Linked DNA regions of Mus musculus: regions 2 and 3 are each linked to region 1. A link is a contact called in public Hi-C and targeted proximity ligation data. All regions are on one chromosome and are shown on one strand. The core of a region is the stretch at or near the end of the contact, and the rest is flanking DNA. Distances in the headings are between cores, read along the strand shown.

Region 1 (2,700 bases), core at 134-2,633:
CACACACCCGGTACCTCCTCTCTGTATAGGAGGCTGTGAGTAACTGAAGATCCCTGGAGAGGCCTGCAGTGCCAAAGTCCAAGGCTCTTTAAATCCCTCAACATCAGAAGAACTGGAGCTGCCTCCAGCCTCTCCACGGGAGAGGAGATTTTGAGGCAAAACAAAGGAGCCTATCTCCACCTTTCCCTGGGCTGCCACAGCTGAGAACAACTGAGGGAGCCCCTGGAAAAGGCCTCAACACAGCCATCTTTGTTTACAAGGTGTTCCTCCCTGGGGCTTCTGAAAAGCAAGTCAGGCCTGCAGCCAGAAGGCAGCACTTTTCTTCCACTTCACTCAGCTAGTCACTCAACAGGTATTTACTGAGCTACAGGCTCCTAGGCAGAGGGCCAGGGGCTGAGGAGGCAAAGATAAGCAAGAAGAGAGAGGGCAATGCTGTTCACCTTGGCAGGTAGTGCATGCAGGTCATAGCAAGGAGACAAGTATTGAGAACAGGGAAAAAAAAAAAGGTTTAAAGGCAAGGTGCGCTTGGTGGGCATATGTGTCAAAAGAAGCAAACATTTTCTCCTTTAGAATTTCACAGGATGCTGTTGTTATAAACTCAAAATGTGACCTGTAGGTGACCCTGCTGTCAGAATGGCAGTACTCCCTGTTAAGAAGAAAAATTAGGAGGTCACCTGTTTTCAGTTCTTTCTCTAACCCTTTATTTCCCTCCTGCCTCCCACCCCAAATAAAAACAAGAAACACTAGAATTTATTTATATCTATTGATGTTGTAGGTCTAGATGGAAAAAACAAAAGTAAATGTCCCACTGCTCTTTTTTTTTTTTTTTTTTTTTAAGGCAAGGTGTGACTTTATTCAAGAGGGTCTGTAGTGAGGGAGAGAGGTCAGATTCAGCCCAACGACAGAGATTTCTAGTAGGGTGTGTGGTGGTAGTGTCCTGTTGCCGGGGTTAGAACCCAAAACTTGGTGCACGCTGGGCAAGTCTGCTCCTATGGAGCCACATTCCCAGCCTTCGGGTAATTCTTGATTTATCAATTCAATCAAATGATTGCAGAAGGCAGGTCAAAGTGAGAAGATGGAAGGCAGGCAGAGAATGAGGTATTGGTCAGACCGGAAGGGTGCAGTTTTCTTACTAAAATTGGACTAAGTACATCAGGGTAGAGTCTGAGCATCCAACAAGGAAACTTGAGAGGGCCAGGGGATTAAGAGGTTGCTCCAAGAGAGAATCTGCAGTCTGTGTCCTTTTCAGAGTAGGAAGCTCTGCCACCCACGCCTTGCCTCAGGCTTATGGTTTTTGAGTAGGGAGCTCCTCTTATCCCAGTAGCTGGCAAGCTCTCTTGTGTTTTGCCTTAACTAAAAGGCAAGAGGCAAACATTCAGGATGAATCATCGTCCTGCTCTTGCCAAGTGGCTGGAGGCCCCAGGTCTGCAGAGGCTTTTCCAGTGCCTGTTAGATACTGTGTGTGGATTCTAACCCAAAAAGAGGAATTCACAGTGGACTTGGGGGTGGGAGGACAAGAGGGAGAGAGGGGGCAGGGCACAAGAGACTTCCAAGCAAGGAGAATTGTCTTGTGAGCTGCTTTGCCTGTGTGCCTCAAGCCTGCTTGCAGAAGGTGAGCAGGTTTTTAACAGTGAACCTAAGAAGGGAGCTAGAGGCATCTAATCGGGAAGGCTGCTGCTTTATTTTGTAGCTCAGGAGCCCAAATATTCAATGAAAGAAATGTACTTGCTTGAGGTTACATAATTGCCAAGTGGTAGAACCGTAGTATCTATCTATTTTCTGCCTCAGTCATGAGCGATTGCTTGTTTCTCCAAGGACACTGATGGGTGGAACCTGGGAGGGAAGGAGAGTACTCAGAGACTCACGTGGAGTGGGAACACCAACCCCATGACATCACTTCTCTTTAAAACTTTTTTACATCTATATACATAATTACTTATGTATTTATTTCTTGTGTGTGCATGTGTATGGACACATTGCCGTGTATTTGTAGAGGTCAGAGATTACCCTGCAGAGGTTGACTTTCTCCTTCCACTGTGTGGGTCCCAGAGATTCGACTCAGGTCATCAGGCTTAGCAGCAAGCGCCTTGCGCAGGTGAGCCCTCTCGCTGGCCCAGCGTCTGTTTTAAAAAGAGTCACGATGACACCAAAGATGGATTGCCAGTCTGTAATCCCAGCATTTACAAAATGGAGATGAGTCATGAGTTCGGGCCAGTCTGAATTATGTAACAAGGCCCTGTCTACAAACAAACAAACGAAGTCTGACTTTATTATGTTTTTTAGAACTATATTATTATTATTACTACTACTATTACTATTATTATTATTAATTGCATTGGCTGGCGTTTCTTTTTTTATTTTTTATTAGATATTTTCTTCATTTACATTTCAAATGCTATCCCCTTTCCTAGTGTCCTCTCCGAAAATCCCCTATCCCCTTCCCCCTCCTCCTGCTCCCCAACCCACTCACTCCAGCTTCCTGGTCCTGACATTCCCTATACGGGCATAGGGCATAGAATCTTTGCAAGACCAAGGGCCCCTCCTCCCATTGATGGCTGACTAGGCCTTCCTCTGCTACATATGCAGCTAGAGCCACGAGCTCTGGGGGATACTGGTTAGTTCATATTGTTGTAGAGCTCCTATAGGGTTGCAGACCCCTTCAGCTCCTTGGGTGCTTTCTCTAGCTCCTCCATTGGGGGC
Region 2 (2,700 bases), core at 137-2,636, 130 kb before region 1:
CCTCAGAGGACATCGGAGTGATGATCTTTGTGGACAATGTTATCTGAGTCCTTTTGGATGATAATTATGAAGTCCTCTTTAGCCGGTTAGCTCATTCCAGTAAATGATAAATGATAGAAGTACTTCCCCCCTCTCCCAAGAAAAATCAAGGAAGAAAAAGCCCCCCCCCCACACACACACGTGCGCACACACAGACTATTAATATATAACAGATAAGTAGTAAAGAATAAGCTAATAACGACAGACGTAGGAGGAGCTAATGCTTACGATTACTGCAGGTAGTGACACAGACCTTTAGATTATAGGAGTATTTGACTTGGTTTCTCTTCCTTCCTTTAAAGGTCAGAGCATGGCTGCCTTGTACTCCCACTCTAGTGAAGTGTGTCCTAAGCTTTCTCTAGGGAAGGATGGTGGGTGTCTCTCTTCGCAGTAAGAGAGAGCTGCCCTAGCTCTTCAGCTTCTTAGTTCCCACAGGTGTTCAGAAATCCAGCGGAGCAGAGTGCTCTCTTCTCTCTGCTTGGGCGTTCTTGGTGTGAATGAACTTTTTATGTTTTATAGAACATAAGGAAATCCAGCCCAGAGCCACGAGCTCAGATGAGGAGGGCTGCTAGCAGAGACCAACTTAGGGATGCTAGCCCGCCCCCAGCCTTCAAGCCAGAGCCGCCCAAGGTATGTGGCTGGGAAGCCCAGGATGGGAAGGAGGAGGACACGGGCGCCTTGGAGCCCCTTGGCACCCGGGGGGACACACAATGAGGCTATGTACTGTGTCCTTCAGACCATTGAGTGAGCCATAAAAACCAGGGAAGAGCGAGAGATAAACCCAAAAGCCACTGTGAGAACAAGCTATGATTTTAGGCTTCATGGTGAATGAGTTAATTTGTTTACTTTTTATTTATTAATTTTGGTAGAAAAGTGAAATACTGTCCCAAATGCTGCCCGCCAGAATCACTAATCTTGGCGGTTTTGCTTATTTGTTTTGTTTTGTTTTGTTTTTGTTTGTTCTTTTTCTACCCAAAAAAATTTTTCTGCCCGTAATCTAATTTGGACATACCAGAAACTCCTCACTGATGATCTGCTGAGAAAAACTCGCAACGCTGATGCGTAGAATGCCTCTCACTATAAAAGTATCTTAACTTACTGATTTAGTAAATTATCTAGAATCAACGAAAGGGCTTCAGGGCATGAGTCATGCGGTTTCTTGCCCCAGATCATAATCAGCCAATAACGGTAGGCTTTTCCTTATAGCTCAGTTAAAATTTTTTTTTAACTCAGTAACTTGGATGAGAAGGATTAGTGACTATGTAAGCTGTCAGCAGTAATTAGTTACTTGATATAAGAGGGCACCAAAGGCCTGCGGCAGGGTTGGAACTGAAAGTGAAGGCGCAGCGAGCGCTGGAATGGGGTCCTGTCTGCCCTTTCCCCACTCCAGCTTAGCCTTGCTACCCCACAGCCATGCATAGCTCTCACTTTTTGGCCCAGGCTCATACCCTCCAGGCAGGTTGATCCCAGACAAACCTACTTTTTTCCTCTCCAAAACTGATGTCTTCTGTGAGAGGCCACCATGAAGTGACACTGTTCCACCTCTAACTATTGCTGGCCACCCCACTCTGCCAACACTTCTGTCATTCACAGGTGGGGCTCAAGATGCCGGCCAGGCTGTTTGCCTTGTCATAGTTGACTCTGTCAAGATGGTTACATTGTCCACCTTTGGAAACTGATCAGGAAACACAATGTATTAAATCACTAATGTAGCTCTGAAAAGAAACTAAAAGCCCAAGGTCAAAGGCATGCTGTTGCTCTCTGCAGGCAAGAAGCCAGAACAGAGAAGACTCCTTCGACTACTCCAAGTCAAACCTCCCCGCCACAGCCGGCAGTGAAATCCCGGGGGGATCCACCAAAGGCTATCCTCCCCCTATTGCAGCGAAGCCTGCCTTTGGGCGGCCCATCCTGAAGCCTTCCACTCCAGTCCCTATGCCTGAGAGCGAGGAGGTTGGAGAGAGCACCGAGGAGCAGGAAGATGCTCCCAGATCAGTCCTGGGCAGAGTGAAAATATTCGAGAAGATGGACCACAAGGCAAAATTACAGAGGATGCAGGAGCTCCAGGAGGCCCAGAATGCGAGGGTAATTGTTTTCAACCACCAGGGCATCTTAGCTTGCCCCGTGTGAGAGTTTCAAGATGCTTGCTCGAGGTGTAGCAGGGCACACCCCTTTCCCCACTGCCAGAGTCATGCCAGGCACAGCCACCCACACAGTTCTCTTGTGCTGCTTCTAGCTGGTAGCGCAGCCTTTTCACTTCCAATCGAGAACCTTCCAATCAGTGCCGGGTGTAATGGGGCACGCCTTTAATCCTAGCACTGGGGAGGCAGAAGCAGGTGGCTCTTGGTGAGTTTGGGGCTAACATAAGCATAATCTACAAAGAGTTCCAGGACAGTCAGGGTTATACAAAGAAACCCTGTCTTGGAAAACAGAAACAAGTAAAAAAAAAACCAAAGCCAGATAAGCAAGTTCAGTCCAGATGAGCAAGACTCATCTCCATTCTGCAGATCTGTGTCCCGGTCTGAGCTGGGGGGTTAAAGTCAGTACCTCTCAGATGTTATTGTAGCTGGAATATGGGTGATGGTTAGTTGGTCCTCGGGCCTTTCATGTGTTCCCAGATTTGCCATAGCATACTGGCAGCCATTGGGACAGTGGGCCATAGTT
Region 3 (2,700 bases), core at 176-2,675, 200 kb before region 1:
CTCCCGTCCCCTTTGTTGCTTCAGGAAGCTGTGGGTGGAACCCAGGGCCTGGAATATCCTAAGTACCTGCTGTGCCAGGTACTTATTAGAGTTAAAATTATTTTATTATATGCCTGCACTTATATTGCACAACAATGGGTACCTGTTGTCCCTTGGAGGCCAGAAGAGGCTTGGCAGATCCTCTGGGTCTGGGCTGACAGGTGATTGTGAGCAGAGAATGAAGTTCTGGGAATCAAACCCTGGTCCTTGGCAAGAACAGCTAGTGCTTTTAACTGCTGAGACACCTGTCCAGACCAGGTTTGTAGCTTTTTTTGGTGGTAAGTTTTTAGACTGTACACCAGTCTCAAAGTCCAGTTACATTTTTGCCATCCTAACAAAGGAAAACGTGGATCGTGATAGAGAAACTTTAGTTCCTTGAGTTGAAGGTAAGGCGAGCCAGGTGTTGTGTGACTTAATTTTTTATTTTACGGGGTGGACAAAACACTCAATCCCAGATTGGGAACCCATGATACACCCAATTTTTAGTGGTAAGGATACCACCAAAGTCCAGCTTGGCGACCCAGTGAGTTTTATTGGGGTTCCCTACAGGAATCTGAATTCAGGAATAGAAATGATCCCATATGGATGAGCACAGATCACCCCAGAATAACTCTTATCGCCAAAGTTCACCCCGGCATGGGTGACAGCTCACAAAGGCTGGGAACCTGGACCACACTGGACAGCCTGCAGGCAGCTCAGCAGATTGGAGGGTCCTTTGCAGCTTCAGGTGGCAGAAATGTCTTCCAAGCAGGTCTTTTTGCTTGAGAGTCGTCTTCCCCGCAGGGGTGTGTGTGTGTGTGTGTGTGTTTACCTCCCTGCCTAAGGAGCTCCCCTGCAGGACCAAAAGTTTTTAAGGTCTAATGCTTTCTAGTAGTATTTGTTCCTTCTAGGGCTTGGAGCTTCTAGGGCCTTTGTTCTCAGGAGGAAGGAAAAAGAAATTTGTCAGCCGGCCTCATTGCTTTAATGTCCGACTATAGCAATTTGTTTACATGATCTGAGAGCTGATCCTACCCACTTGGCTCAAGTTCAGTTTCTTCTTTTTGCCTTACAAGGATAGCAGGCGCACCTGAGAACCTGGGTGGGTGGGGTTTCACCCAGGAGAGTCATCCCTGTAGCTCGGAGACAACACCTTCACGTCACCGGCCACTCTCAGTCTCCGGAGGATTCAGCGGAGTAGAATCGATGAGATTAGTGAGGGAGGTTCTTAGCAAAACTAAAGGACTTCCTGGTGAGCTCAGTTTCCGACCGAGGAGCAGGCTTCTTCCTCTTTAGCCCTCTTCAGTGAGGAGTCAGCTGCTCGGCTGTGTGGGATTGGCTGGTGTACACCTGCCCCTGTTTCCTCCGGCCACTGCATACCGCCAGTCACTTCCCATTAGCTGTGAGCCCTGCCCTTGTGTGAGTCAGAGTGGTAGGCACAAGGGCTCTCGGGGCAGGGCATCAGACGAAGTCACTGTGTACTTATCAGATTGACTCGATTTGGGAAGGCATGAGCTAGCATGACTCAGACTAGTGGCGAACTTAATTGAGAGAATTCCTCATATTTCTGTAGCGAATGGATGATAGTTGGATGAACTAAAAAGTCTTAACCAAAAAAAGTGTAGAATTGCTTCTGGACCTCTCAGTGTGCTGTTGTTGAGATGGGGCTGTGTTTAGCTCAGGTTGGTCTCCATTAAAATTGTTACTGTGTTGCAGAACTTAGGCCCAGAAGCAGCAGAAACTGCAGCGCTAATTAACTGGCCACTTTATGTGAGTTGCAGACCTCAGCTCTGCTTAGTTTAGATGGCTAATAAAGTCATCTGTGGCCCCTAACTTCCTGGGGGCTCTCAGTGCTCGAGTGTAAAGCTTAGAGAACATTCTAAGGAGTTTGGAGCAAGATATTCCAAATTACTTGCTCTTTCAGCTATATGTGTGTGTTATTTTCTTATTTTTTTTCTTTTAAAAAGGCATCCATTGGATTCTTTCAGAAAGACGTTTTTAAAAAGACATACTGTTTAACGGCAAAGGTCCCAGGGAGCCTGGTAGTTGCTTAGCTCACAGAGCAATGGAAAGATCTGTTATTAAGTTGCAGCTTGAATAATGTACTAGCCAGAGCCACAGGGTTCTCTTCCCTCAAGCCAGTAGCGACTGTCTTCTCCTCCCTTTTCCAGATTTTATTTTAATTTTTTTCTGGAATTATTTTTTTCTCTATATGTATGGTGTTTTGCCGTCTTGTATGTCTGTGTACTCGGTGGTTGTTTGCGCCTTATACTCTCAGAGGCCAGACAAGAATCTCACATCCCTGGAGCCGGAGCTAGAGACTTCCTTTTTCCTCCATCTGTATATTAGGTCTGGCTGTGTGTCCTGGAGCTCACTATGTAGACTAGGTGAGATCCTCCTGACTGGGATTAAAGATGTGCACCACCATGCCCAGTTTATAGACACAGACTTGTTAAAAGGAAAAATGTGCGCTTAGCACAAAGGAGATGTATTTGCTCTGGAGGGACAGAGGTCAGGGTTAAGGGATGAGACAGGAGCCAGAGGAAGAGGGAGAACGGAGAGAAAAGAAAGAAGAGGGTTATTTGTCTTGGAATGGGATAAAGGGCTGCCTCTGGATGGAGAGGGGACAGGCAAATGATGGTTTATAAAGGTGAAATGGGAAACCCTGTGCTGAGATGAAGTGTT

What was found. Hi-C and Micro-C count contacts between places; a contact is called where the count stands out from the background.
Region 2: a Hi-C map of uterus shows a contact between it and region 1, with 2.5 times the contacts expected there. A contact is called at or near these places in 17 of 484 Hi-C or Micro-C datasets (the HL-1 cell line, embryonic stem cells, myocytes and 7 more), 3 of 130 datasets of targeted methods (cardiomyocytes, heart atrium and pancreatic cancer cells) and 1 of 9 other capture datasets (adipose tissue).
Region 3: a targeted proximity ligation map of pancreatic cancer cells shows a contact between it and region 1. A contact is called at or near these places in 4 of 484 Hi-C or Micro-C datasets (the HL-1 cell line, MC3T3-E1-derived osteoblasts, myocytes and 1 more), 2 of 130 datasets of targeted methods (embryonic stem cells and pancreatic cancer cells) and 1 of 9 other capture datasets (pancreatic islet).

What each region holds. Positions count from the first base shown.
Region 1 is chr19:23,965,989-23,968,688 of GRCm38.p6, reverse strand. No RefSeq gene overlaps it. Among named protein-coding and RNA genes, the nearest start is that of Gm34076, 50 kb to the right of the region's middle.
Region 2 is chr19:24,097,422-24,100,121 of GRCm38.p6, reverse strand. It overlaps Tjp2 (tight junction protein 2), which reads left to right. Exons shown (of 24, transcript NM_001376368.1): 21 at 559-669; 22 at 1,807-2,121. Among named protein-coding and RNA genes, the nearest start is that of Gm41824, 18 kb to the right of the region's middle.
Region 3 is chr19:24,165,341-24,168,040 of GRCm38.p6, reverse strand. All of the region lies in intron 2 of Tjp2 (tight junction protein 2), which reads left to right. Among named protein-coding and RNA genes, the nearest start is that of Tjp2, 58 kb to the left of the region's middle.